Linked DNA regions of Gossypium arboreum: region 1 is linked to region 2. Evidence: chromatin contacts called from public Hi-C data. All regions are on one chromosome and are shown on one strand. The core of a region is the stretch at or near the end of the contact, and the rest is flanking DNA. Distances in the headings are between cores, read along the strand shown. Region 1 has its middle 50 kb from the start of LOC108463330. Region 2 holds the start of LOC108463330 (transcription factor CSA-like).

The links. Hi-C and Micro-C count contacts between places; a contact is called where the count stands out from the background.
Region 1: a contact with region 2 is called in a Hi-C map of leaf, with 3 times the contacts expected there. The contact joins the enhancer-like site here to the promoter of LOC108463330 in region 2. A contact is called at or near these places in 2 of 5 Hi-C or Micro-C datasets (both in leaf).

Annotation. Positions count from the first base shown.
Region 1 is chr13:23,939,842-23,943,398 of ASM2569848v2, reverse strand. No RefSeq gene overlaps it. Among protein-coding and RNA genes, the nearest start is that of LOC108463330, 50 kb to the right of the region's middle. Within about 2 kb of position 2,273, at least 1 of the 2 cell types and tissues checked has an H3K27ac peak or open chromatin away from gene starts, as enhancers often do. A contact at or near this core is called in leaf, where this site is marked.
Region 2 is chr13:23,889,620-23,893,170 of ASM2569848v2, reverse strand. It overlaps LOC108463330 (transcription factor CSA-like), which reads left to right and starts at 1,951. Exons shown (of 3, transcript XM_053024671.1): 1 at 1,951-3,009; 2 at 3,115-3,551. The coding sequence starts at 2,493.

The sequences.
Region 1 (3,557 bases), core at 1,024-3,523, 50 kb before region 2:
TTTTGTGGTCTCATTTCTCATGGATACCACTAAATCTAGAACAATGTCCTCACTGATTTAATTCCATATGTTCCATTGGATTAAGGTGAGTGGGAAGCACATAACCACAGTAGAAGAATTAATTTAAACCTCGAAAAAGTGTCTCGAAGCGCAAGCCGTAATGCCTCTAAATGCATCCATGAAAATGAAGGAGAGAAGCTTTGGGAGTGAGATTGCAAGAGGATGTAGATGTCGTCCATGAAACAAGCAAAAGGGTCCTTTAATTTATAGTTAGGAAGTTGAATGTTAGCATGTTATTAAAACATTACATTTCCCCACCTTTGTTTTTTCTTTTTCACTAAGGACTCTAAACATACAAACTGTATATCCCTTGTCAATGTCAGTATACCAGGTCTGAAAATTATACATGCAAGCAATGGACACGCAATACACAACCCTTTATTGTACGGTTGTCTAACAGGACCATGAACCGTTGGGCCTGCTTTGTTTGTTTGGAACAGCGCGAAAAGGGGTCTACACACGTGGATAGGTACAATCACTTGTTCCTCTTTGCTCAGTGAAGAGAATAGAGTTTAAACACTGTAGCAAATAAGTAACTATACGAAAAGCAACTCTTAAGCTACAGCCTACAGACAATTCATCTATGCTAGTAACACTGTGTCTCATCCCCCAATCAATGAAAGAAAGTCTCAAACAGACAAACTCAGCCCCATATGAACAGTTGCTTAACTTCTCACAAACACTGTACAAATAATTAGTAGTAAGTAGGCTAATATAAGCCTATTTTTTGGTTTCCAAAACCTGCCCCCCAAAGTCATTGCTTAGACCACCCATTTGCAATGAGCTGTTTATATCCTGCAAATCATAAAAAAACCAAAAAGTGCTAGGAAAACAAACCTATAATTACTATATGTAGTATTAATTTTTGACAGTGACTCAGTTCCATATCTTTTTTAAAGCTCTCCCTTTGGTTTCTGTTTCAGAAAATGCTTACTGACCGTTAAGAAATAGGGTATGGTCTAACTCTCTCTCTCATTCATATGTATCCCCTCTTTCCATGTTTTGGATAATTCAGATCAGTCTATGAAATGAAACCCTGTTTTAACCCTAAACCCTATCCCTATGCCCTGATCAGTACTGAATGCTGACTTCAGCTTGTTTTCTACTTTATTGGTATTTGGTATAGTTATAACTTATAACTAGTACCACTAGGATATCAAAGTGTGACTACAATGTTTCACCATATTTGGTGACTGTTTTATCTTTTGTAGGCTTCATTTTAGGGTTCAGTTAAATGCAATTAGGCCAAAAGTAAAATAAGAATCTTGCTAAACGCAGCTAAATTCATTTCATTTAATCTGTCCTTTTCTTTTCTTTCTTTTTTTTTTTTTTACTTGCATGTCAATAACTTTCATGGCTCTTAAGCAGCAATGGGTCATTTGACTGAGGTACAATGTTCTGAAATTTGATCCCTTGTGCGGAAAGAGAAGCATTTATTGGTGCAGGCATCCATGGATCACTTTTAAACGAGGGTCTTAAGAAGTCAAAGCTATCCTACACAAACCCAGAAGTGTTCCAACTGTCTCGAAGACCATATTAATATATATAGTCCTAGACTGAATTAGAAGAGTTTTTTAAACCCAGGATTGGTTCCTACGGCCATGCATTTAGTAGAGTTTATGTTCCTTCATATCACTGGATCTGCATTTATATCCATTAATGGATTGATGAAATGTTATTTGACAATATACATAATGTATATCTTCTGGTACTGTTATCTACATTATTTTCTATTAGAGGGTAAAACTACACCCATGTCATTAAACTATCAGAAAATTTAAATTTTGATCACTCAGCTTCAAAAAGTCATAAAATAATTATCAAACAATTCAAAATTTTTCATTCAAGTAACTGAATTGTTAAAATTACTGCCAAACAGCTTTCTTCTTCATTCTCCAACATTGACCGTTAGATTGACTGAGATCTAACGTAGTCGATCGGTACTGATCCATTTACAGATCATTAAATCGTCGCTTGAAGTTTGTTAGCCGGACTTTAAAAAAAAATTAACAGCTCGATGACATAGATAAAAACTTTCGAATAATTCAATAACCATTTTATAATTTTTTGACATTGAGTGATAAAGATGTAAACTTACTAATAGTTTAGCTACTTTGGGTATAGTTTACCCTTTGTTATAAGCACTTCATTGTGTGAGTCCCACCACCACAACCTTGCGAAACATCAACATCGAGACTTTGTCATGAGCAATGCCAAACTTCACATCGTCAAGATTTAGCTCAAGGAACTCATGTGTGCAAGGTACGTGGAATACCTTTAGTCTACCTAGACAATGACAAATGTTGGCTCATTCATTGCATGGCTCACACATCAACCTCGCCTAGCCTGTTTGACTTGGTCTCATCATTCCTCACCTAAAAGACTTCTATGCCTCCCAAGTAATCGATTATGATAATGTAACGGCCCAAATTCCAGTGGTGTCGGAACAGTGATTCGAGATCACTAAATTCGACAAATAAGTAGAAAATATTATTAACTTAATAAAAACAAGCTATATGTGAAGTTAGGAAAATGATTGAAATAGAGAATAGTATTTTATAATAAATAAAAAATAATTTGGAAGTGAAAACGAGGTATTGAGACCTCAGAATATTAAACTGAGCCATAAATATTTTTATAAATATTTATGAAGTGTTAGTAAGTTAGTATTAAATTTTCGTCAAGAAATTTTAAAGTTTCGATAGTCAATTGGGTAAAAAGGACTAAATCGAATTAAGTGCAAAACTATGAAATATGATTAAATAGCTCTAGTAATAATTAAAGGAGCACTAAATAGGCAATTAAACACCTATTATTGGGTTGGACGGCATATGTGTGCAGGAAATATTGAAATTAGGTGTGAACAAGGGGTAAAATTGGAAAAGAAGTAAAAATTAAATAGTTAAAAATGGGATGTAATTGGAAATCTAGAGATTTCTTCAATTTTCTTCATCCTCTTCAGCTAAAAACAGCCATTGAAGAAACTTTAGAGCTGGTTTTTCATATTTTTACTACAAGTAAGCTCAATTCTTGATTATTATTGTAATTTTTGTGTTTTTGAGACTTTTACAATTACGTCCACTTGTTTAATTCATTAGTTTTGACTTCATGGATAATTTTAAAAGTTTCAATGAATAAGTGCTGAAATTTTATGATAATTTATCATGGAATTGAGGTTTAATTTTATCATATGATGATTTTATGAAGAGATTTTTATAGAAATTAATTTTTAGGATCTAATTGTGAAAGTTGTTGGAACTAGGGTTTTGTGATGAAATTTTGAGTGTTAAAGGCTTTGAAGAAGTTCATAATGTCTTGATAAAGTGTTATTTGAAAGGAATTAGCTCAATCGATGAATGAATTGAGTAGGGACTAAATTGTAAAAAATTGAAAAGTTTGGAGTAATAGTGTAATTTCAAAAATTTAAGGGCCTAAATTGTGAATTAGAATGTAATTGAAACATATGCTAATGAAGGAATGATTTTATAATTATAGAT
Region 2 (3,551 bases), core at 702-3,201:
AATATATTCAGTTTAACATTATTTCACAACTTTTTCACTTAACTTATTGTAAAAAAGAAGAAGAAAAAAACAGTTAACCATTTCACGTAAGAGGTTTGACTTTTATTTATTATATTTTATATTAAATACTTTTTACATTTATTTGTTATTTAATTAAAAGATAATTGCACGTTTTCTAAAATTTTGTATATACTTTTTTCAAATGCTAACATTTAATTTCAATCATAAATTGTTTTGGGTCTAAAAGATGAGGTTATAAAAAAAAAAAACAAATATTTTGGACAAAATAAATAGCCGTACGGATGATTCACTGAGTTAAATAAATTAATTCAATAAATATGACAAAAATAAAATCAACTGTTTTTACCGGGTCCCAATGTGATGATGACATCAAGACAACCCTGTAATCTTATGGCAGAAGTAAAAGATAAAAAGAAAACCCACCATTAATAATTACTGCAGTGAGTCTCCAGGGAAAAACCACTAATATGCCTCCCTCATTGGTTTTGGGACCCCCATGGGAAGTAACCATGAAATAATAAGACTAACAATTTTAACTGACCTAATTACAACTAAACAGCAATAATGGAGGGTCTAACCCCTCCTCTCCTACACCTTTTGCTAATTATATATTTTTAGGGTTTTAGACGCTTTGTTTTCTCAAGTAAAGTAAGCTTTCAAAGCTTTCTTTGACCAACTCATCGCATCAGCATCAGAGATAGTACATTCCTGTTAGCCTCAGTGATCACAATAAATGAAAGGTCTGTCATTAGGTTTCCAGTTAGTGAAAACTGAGAAAAAAAGTAAAAAGGAACAAAATAAAAATACAATATTAGGTCCATTCTTTTATCCAAGCATATCTTTTCACATTTTTTGTGGGTAAAAGTTAAGGACATTCCTTACATGGAAATATACTTGTGCTTTTAACTGGTTTAATTGAGGTTTTTTGTTTCTGAATATGCCAAATTTTGTTTACTATTTGAGAAGTTACTTCATTCATTGATCTGACTCATCATCATCCTCTTTGAAGCAATCACAAACTATCAAAGAAAAGCTTTGTTTCCTATTTATAGGCTCTCATTAGAGTCACCCTTTGAGCCATTAATGGTAAAAAAAACTGTGTAAAGTAACTGGGAACTGGACATTCTGTAACTTCGTGGTAAAAACTAAAAAAGAGGCCAATCTTTCAATAGGCCATTGACTCATGACAGAAGCACTAGGCAGCACAACCTCCTTAAACAATTTTCTCAAATGCCCTATGGAATGCACTGTTTAATTGTCAATTAACTTGAAAGAAAAAAAATGTACAAACTTGGCACATTGATGATTATCTAATTTTCTGATGCATCCCATTACTGACATATTGTGCATGTATCTACATACATACATCAGGGATGGCAGAAAAAAAGGTAGTAATGTATTATTTGTGGGTTTTAGTGATCTTAGAGAAAGGTAGCCCCTTGAATCTACCTTACACGTTACATCTCTTCTGTTTTTTACTGTTCAGTCTTGTAAAAGTGTAACAAAACAGTGAAACAAATATATATTTTTTTACACATGACAAGGTGATGGAGCAGATATATTTTGGGCAGAAAACTATGACCACCATATTAAATTAGTGATTAACTACGATGGCAAAAAGATCAAGGGAAAAGAATAAATACCCTTTTTATATTTGTGTCTAAACTAATTAGTAGAATCTTTGTTTCTAATAATGGAGATAAGAGAGATAAGCCTAGATGAAAGAGACAAGGATAAGCCATTTTGTACTGTTAGTTGGGAAGGAAGGGACATGATGAATACGGTAAATTCTTGGTTCGGGGGTTTTTTGGGGGGGTGGGTGTTAGTTTTGGGTCAACTTCAGGTGGTTAACTGAACCCTAGGTTAAACCTAATCCTCAAGTTAAAAATAAAATAAAAAAAAGTTGTATGGGGACTGATATTTGATGGAGATGGAAAGGGCTAGGTTTATTTACTAGTGTGTTGATAGGGGCCTGTTTTGTCAAGCTCTCAAAATTTCTGCCTTGAAAAGAAAGGTGTCTAAGACCTGCACCACCCCAAGCTTACACACATCACATTATGAGTCTTTCTTGTCATTATAGAGAGGGACAGCCTAAGAACCCTCATGCCCATCAGTGAGAGAGAAAAAGGGCGCTTACACACGTGTGAATGATGTTGGTGACATTAAAAATTTAATAATAGGAACTAGCTGAACTACTTCAATCACTGTTTTTAGTCCATTCCTTTGTAGGTTTTCTCCCTTATACACATATCCCTAGCTGTTTTTGCTGTTTCAAGTTTTAATCCTTTTCTTTTTCTCCCAGCTGCTGCATAACTTCACTTTTCCAGTCCTTCACTGTTTGTCAAACTTTGTTTTTGAAATCATCTGTGCATGAACATGACTTTCTAACAATTGTATAACAGCATTTGTCAGAAGAGGAAATGAAGCATGGTTAACAAGTGTGTTATATATATGCACCAGCACCATTCAACATGAATACGCCAGGCTATTACTTAACCAGTATTCCCTCTTCTTCTTCATCTTCTCTTGGTTCTTCAATGGGGATGGTTTACCCAGACATGGGTTCCCTTTCTCTCGGTCAAAACTATGGTATTCTAGGCTCAAGTGTTTCTTCCACGCAGGACAGTTATGGTTGTAAGGTCCCAGAGATGGAAAATGAAAGAGCTTCTTGGGGTTTTCATTTCATGGGGAACTGCAAAACAAGGAGCTTTGAGGAAAACCATAGCTCTGATGTTGTGGAAGGTCAAAGCTCAGATTGCAGTGATGGGTTTGGAGATGATAGTAGGACCATTAATCTCAATGCCATCTTAAATGAAGAGAACCCCAATGATAATACCGTAAGTGGCAAGGAAACAGATAGTGGTCAGTCAAAGCTTTGTGCAAGAGGCCACTGGAGGCCTGCAGAAGATACTAAGCTCAAGGAACTTGTAGCTCTTTATGGCCCTCAAAACTGGAACCTTATAGCAGAGAAGTTGGAAGGAAGATCTGGTAAGTTAATGGTCAAGAAATGGCAAAAGCAGTGTTATTTTATTCTTTAGTTCACTAACAAGGCTTCTCCCACTTATTATGACTTTTGTTTGATTGTGCTTGAAGGTAAGAGCTGCAGGCTAAGATGGTTTAATCAATTGGACCCTAGGATCAATAGAAGAGCATTTACTGAAGAAGAAGAAGAGAGGCTAATGCAAGCTCATAGACTTTATGGTAACAAGTGGGCAATGATAGCTAGGCTGTTCCCTGGAAGGACTGATAATGCTGTCAAGAACCATTGGCATGTGATTATGGCAAGGAAGTATAGAGAACAATCGACTGCCTATAGGAGGAGGAAACTGAGCCAATCTGTTTATAGAAAAATGGAAGAAACTCCAAATTTTGTCTGCAGAGATGCAGCCACAAAAGCTGAACCACCCCCATACTGTCTCAACATCCCCAATAGAAGACTTGGCACTATCTCCCATTACCAGTTTGGAACCTTCAATGGTGCTAATGCTGGGGTTAACGGTGGCTCTAATGTTTCACCCCACTCAAGCAGC